2 separate regions of the Capsicum annuum genome follow, and region 2 is linked to region 1. The links are chromatin contacts, called in public Hi-C maps. All regions are on one chromosome and are shown on one strand. The core of a region is the stretch at or near the end of the contact, and the rest is flanking DNA. Distances in the headings are between cores, read along the strand shown. Region 1 has its middle 4.2 kb from the start of LOC124888275. Region 2 holds the start of LOC124888038 (a long non-coding RNA gene).

The links. A called contact is a pair of places that touch in the nucleus more often than the background predicts.
Region 2: a Hi-C map of leaf shows a contact between it and region 1, with 4 times the contacts expected there. The contact joins two enhancer-like sites. A contact is called at or near these places in 4 of 5 Hi-C or Micro-C datasets (bud, leaf and placenta).

Annotation. Positions count from the first base shown.
Region 1 is chr10:139,736,143-139,743,242 of UCD10Xv1.1, forward strand. No RefSeq gene overlaps it. Among protein-coding and RNA genes, the nearest start is that of LOC124888275, 4.2 kb to the right of the region's middle. Within about 2 kb of position 3,124, at least 5 of the 5 cell types and tissues checked have an H3K27ac peak or open chromatin away from gene starts, as enhancers often do. A contact at or near this core is called in leaf, where this site is marked.
Region 2 is chr10:139,911,203-139,918,616 of UCD10Xv1.1, forward strand. LOC124888038 (a long non-coding RNA gene) reads left to right here and starts at 5,288. Exons shown (of 3, transcript XR_007045917.1): 1 at 5,288-5,506. Within about 2 kb of position 1,754, at least 1 of the 5 cell types and tissues checked has an H3K27ac peak or open chromatin away from gene starts, as enhancers often do. A contact at or near this core is called in leaf, where this site is marked.

The sequences.
Region 1 (7,100 bases), core at 1,874-4,373:
ATTGTATCATATGAAATATGTATTTTTCTTTTTTTAATTGTATTTGAAAAAATGCATATTTTATATTTGATTATCTTTTTAAAAAAAGAGAAAAAAATAGTGGAGAAAAGAGCAATAAATTATTTTATACACTTTCTATAATAATTTAAAAAATAGTAAAAAAAAAAAAAAAAAAAGCAACAACACAAGTAAAACAAAACAAAAAAAAAATAACAAAAAAAAAAAAAGAGAAAAAGTCAAACAAGGCCGCGCAAATTTGTTGTCATTAGCTGCTAGCCAGCGAAATGGCTAAAAAATAAAATTTTGAGTTCACTGGCTATTTTGTGTCATTTTTTTAGTCGAAAGGCTATTTTTGTCCATTCTCCTTTGTAATTTAACACAGATGAAGCAAATTTTGGGCCTTAAACACCCGAAAATAATTTAGGGTAGGTTGTGGAACAAAAGTCCGAATATTCTAGTTTTAGGAAAGGTTCAAGTTCTTGAAGTGGGTCAAGCCCAATAGTCCATTATTGGACAAGTTTAAGGATTTGGGCTTAGAGTGCCTAAACCCAATTTTTTCTCTCTTCTTTGTTTTGTTAGTATTTGCTAATTAAGATTTAAACAAGTTCTTCGACTAGTTACCTAAACCTGTTTCAAAATTATCTTTCAATAAATACATTAATCAAATAATTTTCTATTTAATTTTTTAGACAAACAATGTTTTTCTTTCAAGTTAGTCAAAAAGTTGTTTTCAAATAGACCGAACAACCTCGAGTTAGTGGATACCTCAAGTGTCTTGAAAAAAATTTTGGGATATTAATTTGAACCTTCACTCGAATTTCTAAATTTAACAGGATTTTTGTTGTTTTAACACTTTTTAAGTCTTTCAAAATTTTCTTAATTTTCCAAAATTAAATCAAGTGGCAGCTTTATTTTCAAAATTGAGTTCGAAACTTTTTCCTATGTTTTTGAATTCAAATAAGTCAAAGTCATTTTCTCCCATAAAACAAGGTTTCATGAGCATTATGTCATAGGCTCCTCAAGAGCACTTTACCTCCTTATTATGATCATTTGCTCCTTTCCTCTTTTAAGAATTACTGCATTTATAAGCAATTGGTATATCATAATCATAAGTGTCGTAGACTTTTTCCTTCAAGGACATTCAATAGGAGCATTTGCAACAGAAATATGAGATTACTTTTAGGTCAGTAAATGCTTCTAGCATTTGACTTGAACTATCTTTTGAATGAGGATCTGAAGATGATTTTCGACATATTTCATAGTTGCTTAGTTCTCTCCCTTATGTTAGGAAAACTAATATATACATCTCAATCTACTTTAGTGAATCTATCTTTGTGCATCATGATATATACATTCATCGTACACCACACATAAAAAACTAATAGATGACAAATATTTGGTTCCTGATCCCGAACCAATTGACAGAGAAATTAATCATAACTTATTGGTCTAATGCACATAAGTACTTTTGTTTGTAATATATCATATTTCAAACCAATACATAAAACTTTGTCCTCATAAGTAATGATCCAGATATTCATCGAAAGCATTCAACCCAAACTAGCATAATCAAGATAGATTGTCTTATTACTCAATTTGAAATTATGCTCTTGACTCAATTTATATTGATCAAACAACTTTACAAATGTCAAACTACAAATTGACAGTAAATGCATGTGTGATCATCTTATAGATGTATCTTTTCAACATACCACATGATGGGTGAACGGGTCTATATTCACCTTTTATACTTTTCAAATTTTTTTGATATACAATCCGAACATTAGTCGGTCCAACCAACTTATTATAGGAACAAGAAACATAAAACAACTGTTGATGAATCTTCCAGTTGTTCGTTACTTGTCCGATAATCAATATGCTCATCTTTGGGGTGTCATAATCGTTAATGCCAACTTATGAATTTATTTTTACTAATAAACTCCAAGTTTATCATGACATGTAATTTTTTCTTACGTAAATTTACATTTACTATTACATGAATAAATTTTTAGATTTATTACTTCAAGAGTAAATTTTAGAATATTTTTTCTCAATTATTCTACTTCTTCTGAAGGTGTTACTCCTATCACATTCACCACAGGAAATAAATTTGTATTTATAAAAATCAAAGCTCCCATTCCCTAATAATAAACTATATTCATGGCTTAAACCTATTAAATTATGATAGCTTAGAATCTCTTTCAAAATATTTACTACATGAACAAATTGAAGCTTTTCCTTTAACATCGATCTTATCAATAGAAATAGTTACAACCTATAAAATATTACCAATACAAATGGGTTATACACCTAAATGAATTTAGCCATAATAATAAACGTGAAATTTTACCATGTCTGGTAGTCATATATTTCTTGAGCTTAACTAGATCTTTCACCACACCATATCACCTGCATCATTATTAGTTGACTAAAATATATATTCCTATACATTATAAGAGGTAGTTTAAGGAGCTTCTCGTTGTCCTCCTCGTCGACAATTCGGGATAATTTGGGTGAGGTCAACTGCACTGGCAGCTATGGGGGCTAAATTGGTCCATTTACATGCTACCATCAATATCCATATCTAAAGTAATATTTCCTAAAAAGAAAATACCATCAGATCCAACAATACAATATCTCAATACTCAAATAAAAATTATCTCTTTATAACTGTTAAATCAAATATTCAAATCGAAAATTGTTTCTTCATAACTGTTAAATCCAAAACCAAATTTACAAAAAAGTTGAAAAAAAAAAACAAATTTTACCAACAAAAATCAATAAATCTACTGATAATAAAACTTTCGTAGCAGATGAACCAATTTATTTTGACCTTCTGCAGCAGATGAACCAGTTTATTTCGAGCAGCAAAGATTAATTTATGTAGGGAAACAACGTTAGACAGTGAATGAGTTTCTTCTAGATAGAGAAAGGAGTAAGAGATAGAAGTTTGGGTACTCTCAAATAGGTTTTTTCTTTCCTTTTGTTTCTTTTCTTGCAGAATGCAAGATGATATGCGGCCTGCTTGGTATTCCCGGCCATGGGCTGACGATCGAGGGTATGGGAGGAAGAAGAGGAGAGAAGAAGAGATTGGTAGTTGGGGTTGGGGATAATGTAATTAAGTCAGGTATGTTAGTGTAAACTAAAAATAATTAAAGAAATGGATAAAGACCGTGTGATCGAAGAGGGTGGGCGATTGAGATTAAAATTAAAATTTGGGTGGGCTTGCGCGTTATTGAATTGGGCGACTGGATTGGGCTAATTGAGAATTTAAAATTGAGCCAATTTATTTATCAACTAATTACACTTTCTCTCACTTTTTAATTATATCATTCTCTCTCTATTAATATACATAACATAACCGACATATACATAATATTTTGTGTATATATTGGAATTTTTGTAATATGTTTAGGGAGTTGAGATTTTTTGTAATATTAAAAACATAAGTTGTGTATTTGTGTAATTTTTATATATATTTATGCTCATTTTTGAATAAAATTGATATCATATAGATAAAAAGTAGCCTAAAATTAGACAAATTGAAGGAAAATTGAATTTTGACTGCTATTTCATTAATAATAAAAATATATATATTTGTTGAGTAATAAAATAATAGAATGTGGTATCTATAACTTTTATATTCAGTTTATTAAAATAAATATTTGGTTATATAATCAGAAGACATTATTTGGATAAGAAGTTTTTGCATAATTAAAAAATTATATTAATATGCACGATTTAATTAAGGATAGCATAGTGAAAATCAGGAGTAAGAGACCAACATGAGTTATGGTGAAGCGGATGAGGTTGTTCCACCTTTAACCAGCGGTCAAGGATTCGATCCTGGGTATGGAAAAAACTCTGTTGGGAGCGCTATCTCCCGAATGGGGATCTACCGGGCGTGAATCCAGATTAGTTGGACTCCAATGCGGGTACCGGACACCGAATGAGAAACCAAAAAAAAAAAAAAAATCAAGAGTAAGATCGAATTTCTTATGATGAGTACAAGCAAAAAACAACGTTATTAAATATGAAAATAAGGGAATAGAACATGGTTATAGTAATTTAAATTTGAACATTTCTTTGGTTGTTGAAAAATTCTATCATGTTTTAGTTTTATTAACTAAGTAATATATTTGATCATATATTTTCCAATCTTTTTACTTATGAATGACATTTGATCTTTAATATCAGAACATTAATATAGTTAGTAGAAAAAGATACAAATATTATCATATTTAAAGTATTACAAATGTTATAATTAAAATTACTAATTTCGAATAATAATGATCGGGCCATGCAGAGCACGAGCTTTCTTTTTCTAGTTGATGATAGATTATGGATATATTCATACAATCTTATCAAAGAACTTAACAATACTTATCTTATGGAAAAATAGTAGAGCTTCGTGGCTTTTGTTAAATTCCTCAATTCCTTAAAGCTAACGAGTTATAAACTAATATAGCAAAGAAAAGAATAACAAAGGAAAGAAGAAACAATAATTTTTATTTCTCTTGAGTATCATTTACAAAAAAAAAAAAAAAAAAAAAAAAAAAAAAAAAAAAAAAAAAAAAAAACCTCTATTTATTCAAGATATTTTAAAAAATTTTCTCCAAAACAATATATATTTACTGTATCTATAATGAATATATCTTGATAGATACTCATTATCATTTATAACATCAATTTTATTTTATGCATATTTATTTCTTTGATATAAAATTCAACAATATAAAAATGGCTTCTAAATTTTATAACCTTAAACTGAATTACCACTTAATATAAGGGAGCGAGGAACTTTTCGTTGTCATCACGGGGTCAAATTCGACATTTTGAAGTTGATTTTCTTGGGAGATCTTCACTCGGTATTGGGTTAATTCTCTTATATAGAAGTGGCACGAGACCGTCGTCATGTCTGTTTACCGTCAAGAAAATAAAATAAATACTTTCTGTCTCAAATTATCCGTCCCAAATTAAGATGATACATTAATTAAGAAAAATAATTAATAACATACCTAGTTTAACATTGTACCCCTAGTAAATGATGTGTACATTTTAATTTGAAGAAAAATAATTAATGCAAATGGTAAAACATGGAAAAATTTTTTGTCTCTTCTTGATTAATGAAAAAAATAAGCAAAATGGGAAATCAAATTAGAAAATTTGGGACGGTGGGAGTATTTATGACATGTCTGCTTCAATTGTTTCAACTATAATTTTATTACATCACTCCTAATTAATTATTATAAGTCATCTAAGTATTAAAAAATTAATAATAGTTAATATTAAATTAATTTGACGTCTGATATGAGACCCATTTAATTTTTTTATACAAGTACTTTTATAGTAATTTTGCTTTATAACATCTAATTAAAAGTAATTTTGTTATATAATTAATTATTACAAGTTATTTAAAACATGTTTGCTTTGTTGTTTTTGACCATCTAAGCATTGTGTCACTTAAATTGGCATACAGGAAAAAAATTATAAATCACAAAAAAAAAAATTAAATTATTTTAAGAAAATGTAATAGACTATCAACGCCCCAAAAGTTTGGATAAGGAGAGTAACTTATATTATTTGAAAATTATATAAAGAGTAATAGTTAACAACTTAAAATATCTAAAAAATAATTAATAATCATAATAATTAACAACTTACAAAAATTAAAAGATATAAAATATTTCGTTGACTCTCGAAATTATATCAGTGTCACTCAAATTGGAATAGAAAAAAAGAATTATGAATCTCAATAATTAAAAACTTAAATATTTTTAAAATATAATTGATTATCAATGCCTCAAAAATTTAAACAAGGATAGTAACATGCATTATTTGAAAATTACATAAAAGGTATTCTAAAATACAACAATTAACTAACCTAAAATATTTTATTATATATTTGATAATTACTATTTGAAATATAAATCACAATAATTAATAACTGTAAATATTTAAAAAAATATATAAATAGTTTTTATTGTCTCTCAAAATTATATGGTTTCATATTAACAACCTAAAATATTTTTATACACATTTCATTAATCTAAATATAATAATATATTCCTAACTAAGAATTTATTTACAAGCAAATGAAAGTTTTAATTAAATGATAAAATTATACATAACGTAGAATTTTCAAGGATCAACATTGGGCCCGTGCGTAGCACGGCTCAGCGAACTAGTCAATTGAGAAGTGTTACCCAAAAGTTGCCGACTGTGTCTTGATTCAAGTCCCTTGCATTCTACATTTAGGATGTGTTTAGTACGAAGGAAAATGTTTTTCATGAAAAATATTTTCTTAAAAAATATTTTTCTTGAAAATAAGTTGGTTTCTTACTTATTTTTTTATGTTTGATTGGTGAGTGAAAAATATTTTTTGAAAAATATTTTTTAGTGTTTGGTTGGTGAATGAATTTTTTTTTTTTTCAGAAAATACATTTTAGTGTTTAGTTAAAGCATAAAAATATATCTTAGAAAAATAATTTTTGACCTCAAAAAATACTTTTTTTAGATTGTGTTCAATATGAAGGAGGAAAATGTTTTTTAGAAAAATAAGTTGTTTCTTACTTATATTCTTGTAATTGTTATGCAAATTGGGTAAGTATATATTTTCTAAAAGTATTTGTATATATTTTAAAAAAAAAAATGAGAACGAATAGGATAAGAAGTGTCAGGATAAGAAAAAGGTTTTGAATTTCTTTTTTAAAAAATAATTTTACTTTTTGGGGAGGGAGACTGGTAGGTGGGGGTTGGGGTTGTCAACATAGGTGATAGGGGTGGGGTAAGAAAAAAATTATTTTCTTTAAAAAATAATTTTTTTTGGAGGGGGAGGGTAGTAGGAGGTGGGGTAGGGATAGGGAAGTGGGGGGAGGGCTAGTAGGAGTGGGGGTAGGGGTAGGGGTAGGGAAGTGAGAGTGAGGTAAGAAAAAAATTTAAAAATTTATTTTTTTCGAAAGAGGAAGGGGGAGGTTGGTAGGGGTGGGGGAGAGATCGGATTGCACGGAGAGAGGTGGGGGGGGGGGGGGTTGAGAAAAAGTTTGAATTTTTTTCAAAAAAAATAATTTTTTTATTTAGGGAGCATGAGTTTGAGTTTT
Region 2 (7,414 bases), core at 504-3,003, 170 kb after region 1:
ATAAAATAATTAAATATCAATAAATACATTTAAAACTGTAATATTGGACCCGTAAAACAGACCCTTCATTATCTAGTTATTTAAAAATAATTGGAGGTAGAGGAAGAAAAATGGGAAAGATAATTATAAAGAGGGAATCGAACTTTCATCAATAAGATTATAATAATTTTAGATATTTAATTAATTAAATTATTATTTTTTTTCATCTCAAAATAGTTGGCATGTTTCATTTTTTGAGAGCTAATTTGACTAATTTTTAAATTTAAATTAGATTATATTAATTCAATATTTTAAAGTTAAAATTAGATATTAAAAAACTATATGAAGAGTACTATGAGTTGTAACTTTTCTTTTTTCAATATTATTATAAAATAGATCTTACAATAATGGTTAAATTTTATTTTGTTTGGCATCAAAAAAAAATATGCCAATTATTTTGAGACGAATAGAGTAAGATTCCCCACATAAGCTATACACTTAAGGATCGTTTGGTAGAAGAAATAAGGAATAATTAATTGAGATTAATTTTAGGATGAGCTTATCCCATATTTGCTTGGAATAAAATGCATGAAATAATTCATCTCACAGTTAGTTATTTCGGAATTATAATGTTATTTTTATCTCTTCTTGAGGGTTAAATAGCTAATCCAGAGATATTTAATGTCAGAATAACTAGCTTCCAAAGCAAATGATCCCCTATGACTTATTGTGCCCCCAATGGCTATTTTTATTTGATATTTTTGTCATTCACTTTTACTTATTTACTATATTAAAAATATATTTATATTTTGTCATTTTTAAGGTTAAATATCAATTAATATAGATATGTGATAAAATATTTACATTTGTCGTTATTAACAAAAAATCATGTAAAATTCAATCTACACAAGTAAAAGTGAACAATAGAGCACATGTATGCCCTTTATATGTTGTACTTAGGGGTGTACATAGGTCGGGTTGGTTCAATTTTTCATTAAAATATAACCAAACCGATAATGTCGATTTTCTAAATCTATAAACCAAATCAAACCAATATACAATCGGTTTTTTTATTTTGGTTTTAGTTGGATTTTTTTGGTTTTCTCAATTTTTTTACAATTATAATGTGATTGAAGAAAAAAATAAATATTTTCACTAAAAAGATTAAAAAAAAAAATAATGGTCATAGAGTAGTTCCAATTAAAATTAAGTTGACAAATTACTAAGACGTCTAAACTACTATTTCAAAGTAATATTATGTAGATACCCAATGGTTCAATTTCTAAGTCACTAGTCACAATAGCTTATCTGAAAGTTTCCTTCACAAAAAATGTGAGCATACAAAAGAATGAAGAATTGAAGACAACTTATTAAAAACCTAACTCCATAAAGTAATTAACTATAACATAATTGCATAAAAAAAATAAAAACCTAAATCATAATTTGACGAATGAGGAGAATGAGAAAAGTAAGATGAGGAAATAATGAGAACTCTCTCATAACTTGAAAAGTAAAATGTAAAGTGAAACAATTGAAGAGTTTTAGGTTTTTATATTAATATTGGCTTTGTACTAATTTGTTTCTAATGGACAAATAGTATAATTAAAGGCCCAAGAATATATTTATTTTTTGAGTATAAAAAAATAATAAAAGTAATAAGAAAGTAGATTATAAGTAATATTTTTTTATGTATAAAAAATTAAAATTATATATGTATTATGTCGGTTTGGTTTGAGTTCAGTTTGATTTTGTTTTTGCTAATACCAAACCAAACCAAGAATGATCGTATTTTTTTTAGCAACACCAAACCAATCAAACCAAACCATAAGTCGGTTTTTTCCTCGGTTTAGTTTGATTCATCGGTTCGGTTTGACTTAATGGTTCGGTTTGTACACCCCTAGTTGTACTTATCAAATCAAGCAATATCTTCCGTGCCTCATTTGTCCTCTAATCTACACACCTATCTTACATTATTTGTTTCTATGACTTTTTCTTTTATTTGTGTGGTTTATATTGCTTCATGAATAAGTATTTAACCTATGATATGCTTTTGGGTAGAGGATTTTGCGTTATTTTTTTCTTTTAAAGCTAATATATTACTATACTGCGAGTAGGGGTCTACTGATTAAATCATCGAATTAAATCGAATTGATGAATTAAATCAAATAGATAAAAAATATCGACTTGAATTTTGATTTGATTGATTTGGCGTTAGAAAAAAAAAATGAAGCATTCTTGATTTTGTTTGGTGTTAACCAAAGAAAAGTCAAATCGAACTCAAATCAAACTGACATTATATATATATATATAAATATATATATATATATATATATATATATATATATATATATATTCAGGTTTGCACATTTAATTTGTAATATGTAGGATAAATTACGCAAATCCCCAAGTATTAGGGCCATTAATAAATAAAATCCCATACCTTTTAAAAAATTACAGAAAATCTCAGAAATTGAAAATTGCTCTTGATACATATTTAATGCAGGCTACTCAACCATTGTAGCTCAAAATTACGGGATTTCATCTTTTAAAATCTTCTCCCAAAAAATTTCAGTAATCTCTCTCCCACAATTGTATTTTTTCCCAATACAAATCATTTCTCAACACCATTAATGAAGACCTAGTTGAATTGAACCTCACTTCACTGTTAAACTCCGTCCATTGACACCATACACAAACCTTAAATTTGTGGGAGAGAATTGAATTTCACCTTACTCTCACTTTGCCATTGATTTCCTCCACTGATTATTGCACAGATCTATGACCCTCGTCGAATAATCACCAATTTTAACCGCCATACTCAATGTAAACACAACAACCCGTCAACTACCCTTCACCATTAATCCATCAATCTTTAATCGATTTTGATTTTTTTTTCAATCCTTTAGGCCAATAAATATTAAGAGAAAAAGGAGAAATTGAACAATGTTGCTAGATTTTCGATTAGAATGGCAAAGACGGGGGTGGTGGTGGTAGAGGAGGAATTATTGATGTATTTGGTTGCTTTTAAATGAAGATTGAGAGAGTTAATGGGTAGTGTTGAAGATGGGAAATAAGATCAATGCATTAAAATAAAGTTCATGATACATATATATGTATCATTATGAATATGTATCATAGTAAAAAGAATATATTTTTTATTCATGATACATATGAATGTACTTGCATGCTAATATATCATAGTCTACTTAATTCATATGTAATATGGAGCTTAGTATTTGTTAATAAAACATGCTAATGTATCTCTGTGCATGTGTATCGTAGTAAAAAGAATGTAATTTTTGTTCATGATAATATGAATGTACTTGCATGTCAATGTAACATAGTCTACTAGCTCCTTGAATGATATGTAGATCAATGAATGATATGTAACATTTTCTTTCATGGCATATGAAAAATCTTGTATATGAATAACAATGTTGCTATAATATATTAGGTAATGATACATATTTCAGAAGCATAACTCTTTTCCACAAGTCAATGATACATATGTACTAAGTAAAATCATTTGATATAATATTAAATGGTGTAATATTTTGACACTTTGTATCAGACAGTTATATTATACGATATATATGCATCAAATATATGTGTATATATATCATACGTATGTATCAGATAAAAGCAATCACATAAGCATGTATCAAATATATGTCATATTAATTGTACCTTTTCCTAACATAAATATGTATTACAAATATGTAACGGGAACTTTTTCAACATAATTTTTGGTACTTTTTCATTTATATCAGAAATATGCATCAAAAATATATATCAACAAAAAATAACCTCTAAGGCATATGTATCAAACATAGGCAATAGATAAATCTCAAATTCATTCAGATAGAAATCTGGAGCCTTTTGAACACGTTTGTAATTACTTTTTCAAATATATCAAAATATGTTCGTGATATATTTTCAACACATTTCATCAGACATCTTATGAAATACTTTTGATATATACCATGTACATAATACAACTTCTTATACATATATTCAATTCTCTAAATAAAAAGTTCATCAAATTTTTATACATTACATTACAAAATACTTTTGATACATTTTTTAGATCTGATCGTCTCCGGACAGAATGAAGGAAATGAACACCAAATTCACTATCCAATACTAATCGTCCATTTAAATATCAATGACAAGCCTACCTTTCAAAGCGATGTCAGCTAGAAAACACCAAATCAACTACCCAACACAATTCTGGTGAAATTGGAATCATTTATTATTTTGATAAAACCCAAATCATCGAATAACCATTATTTCGACAAAATTCAAATCATCAATATTGTTGTTCTTTTAAATTCAAATATCAAAAAAATAAATTTTAAAGAAAAAAAAAGAAAAGATTAATAGAGATGAAAGAAATTGAATCAAATTCTACTTTATTGAATCACGAAATCAGTTATAGAAATTATCTGTTTTGAGTATTGAAAAGATAAAAACTGAAAGGTGGTGGCGATAGTAAGTTGTTGAAAACTGAAATTGAGGGAGTGTTGTTGTGTTAATGGTGTTAATTGTGGGAGAAGGTAGAATGGAGGAGCCCAGATCATTTTCACGTGATTTACTCTCCTAAATAAATGCAATTTCATTATTTCCTTATTTAACTAACCAATTTGTTTTAAATCTGTCACAATCAATATGTTCAAGACTTAATTATGTATCACAAAAGACGATATCCTGGGATCTTATGTAATTGAACAAAGTTCTAATAAAAGATATTGTTGGCTTCTTAACTTATGAGATTTGTGTAAGTTACCTTAATATTTATTCATCAATTGATAGCTAAAAAATAGGAAGCTCAATATAAACTTTTCACTCTTCAGTCACTTTTCATATTACTTTTTAGTTTTCAGAGAGTTCTCTGCTCCTCTTTTCTACTACTCATTTTTCATAATTGTGATTTTTCACTAGCACATGAGTGAAAACATATTTGATCTTGTCTACAATCACAATATACTTGTAAAAACTTAAGATTATAAAAAGAGAATCAAAAATATCAAAGAATCAAAAAAATAAAAAAATGACTAAAATCTAAATTGAAAAAATTGATTTTATGTTGGTTTATAGATTTAATAAATTGAAATAATTTATTTAATTTTTTTATGGTAAAAGTCAAAACAACCCGGCCTATCTACACCCCTAGCTTGCGAGCTTAGTGGCGATTTTCATTTATGAAGTTTTGATAATACGGTTTAGAGAAATTTAAATTGAATCAGTTCAATCTTTATGTTCTCGTATAAATTGTTGCACTTTACAATTATGGATGTCCACTATTTTGTATTAATTGAAATTTTAGAAATTTCTGACATATTTTTTGCTTTACAAAAATGTGGTGCATAACTAATTACATATATACATCAATGAGACTAATCTTTCTATACTATCAAATCATCAAAAAAGAAATCAAAGGGCAGAGCTTTCCGGGGGGAGTGAACTTAGTCAGTTCACCATTGATGAACTACAGAAGAAGCAGCAGCTTGAGAATGGGAGATTAAAAGTAACTTTATTATTGAATCATACTCTTGTATCTACATGAATGGAATGATACACCGATTTATAGACTGAGTTATCTCATTTGTAACTAACTCTACATAACTGCCTTCTTAACTAACCTAAATAATTTCCTGAACTTTTACTTCAACAATACTGTAACTAATACAAGCAGTACATTTAGTGTAGCTAAGTAACATTTCTTCGATCAACACTCTCCCTCAAGTTAGGCGCTCTGAATATGTTCAGGACTCCTGACTTGGAATTGAGATACTGATGTTGAGCTTTAGACAATCCTTTTGTAAGTAGATCAACTGATTGATCTCTAGTAGATATGTATCGAGCCTTGACTTTGGCTTGTTGTATTTTTTCTTTAATAAAGTGATGACCAATTTTTATGTATTTTGTTCTCTCATGAACTACTGGGTTTGCAGCAATTTGTAATGCTGACTTGCTTTCACTGAATACATCAACTGGTACATCAACTTTGATATCCAATTCTATCAGTAATCCAAGTAGCCAAGTGAGCTCAAACATAGTATAAGCTAGGCATCTATATTCAGCTTCAGCAAGCTTCTGGCTATAGTATCTTTTTTCTTAGATTTTTAAGACATCAATAAGTCTCCTAGTTTTATTAGGAACCCTGTAACTGACCTTCTTATGTGAGAACAAACTGCTCAATCAGAATCACAATATGCAATCACCTTCTGTATAGAATTGCTAGACATAAGAACACCTTGTCCAGGTTCAGATTTGATGTACTTTATTACTCTCAAGGCTGCTTCCATATGAGATCTCTTAGATTGTTGTAGATACTGACTTAGTGTTTGAACACTATAAGTAATATCATATCTAGTAATTGTTAGATGTAGGAGTTTCCCTATCAAATTTTGACAGGAGCTTACATCAGTTAGTAGCGGACCCTTTCCTATGTTGTAGCTTTTATACTCATCATATTACTTTGTTGTCAACTTGATATTTGTGTCTATAGGTGTAGAAAAAGGTTTTTATCTTGCTAGTCCAAACTCAGATATTAGTAAAAGAGAGTACTTTCTTTGATTCATCAGAACTCCTTCTCTGGATCTAACAAATTAATTCCAAGAAAGTATTTCAGTTCACCTAAGTCCTTCATCTTGAACACTTGTTGCAATGCCTACTTTGTTTTTTCAATTTGCTTTAGACTACTTCCTATAACTAAAATATCATCCATATAAACTAATATCATCACAGTTCCATCTCATACCTTTAATGTAAATAGAGTGATCATACTGGTTTTGTTTGAAGTTAAGCATTCGTAGTGTTTTTGATAGCTTGGCATCCTATTGCCTTGGTCCTTTTTCAACCCATACATAAATTTAATATCTGCAAATAAATTTGCGACCAGGTTTATGCTCCTCCTAGCTTAGAAATCCCTGTAGAAGTTCCATGTAGATCTCATTAGTGAGATCACCGTGCAAACAAATATTGTATACATCAATTTGGTGAATATTCCAATGACTTGATGTAACTAAGGCTAGTATTGTCCTAATTAAGACCACCTTGACTATAAGAGAGAAGGTTTCCTGATAGTCAATGACTTCTTGTTGGCTATAGCCCTTAGCTACAAGCTAGCCTTGAACTTTTATATATATCTTGATGATTTGTACTTAATATTGAGGATCCACTTGCAACCAATAGGTCTCTTTCATTTAGGTATACACACTTGGGATAGTTTTTGAGCCAGATAGCTCATTGGTTGGGCATTTTTGATCTCTTAGAAGGTACTGGAGCTTGATTAGCAGGCTCTTATGGTCTTAAGGCTCTTGTAGCACCTCTTGTGGTACTAGATAAACTTGATTAGGGACCTGCTCATTTCTAGCAGCCACAGAAGATAAGTTAGTAGAGGTAATGAACTTGTGCATAGAGGAATCATTAG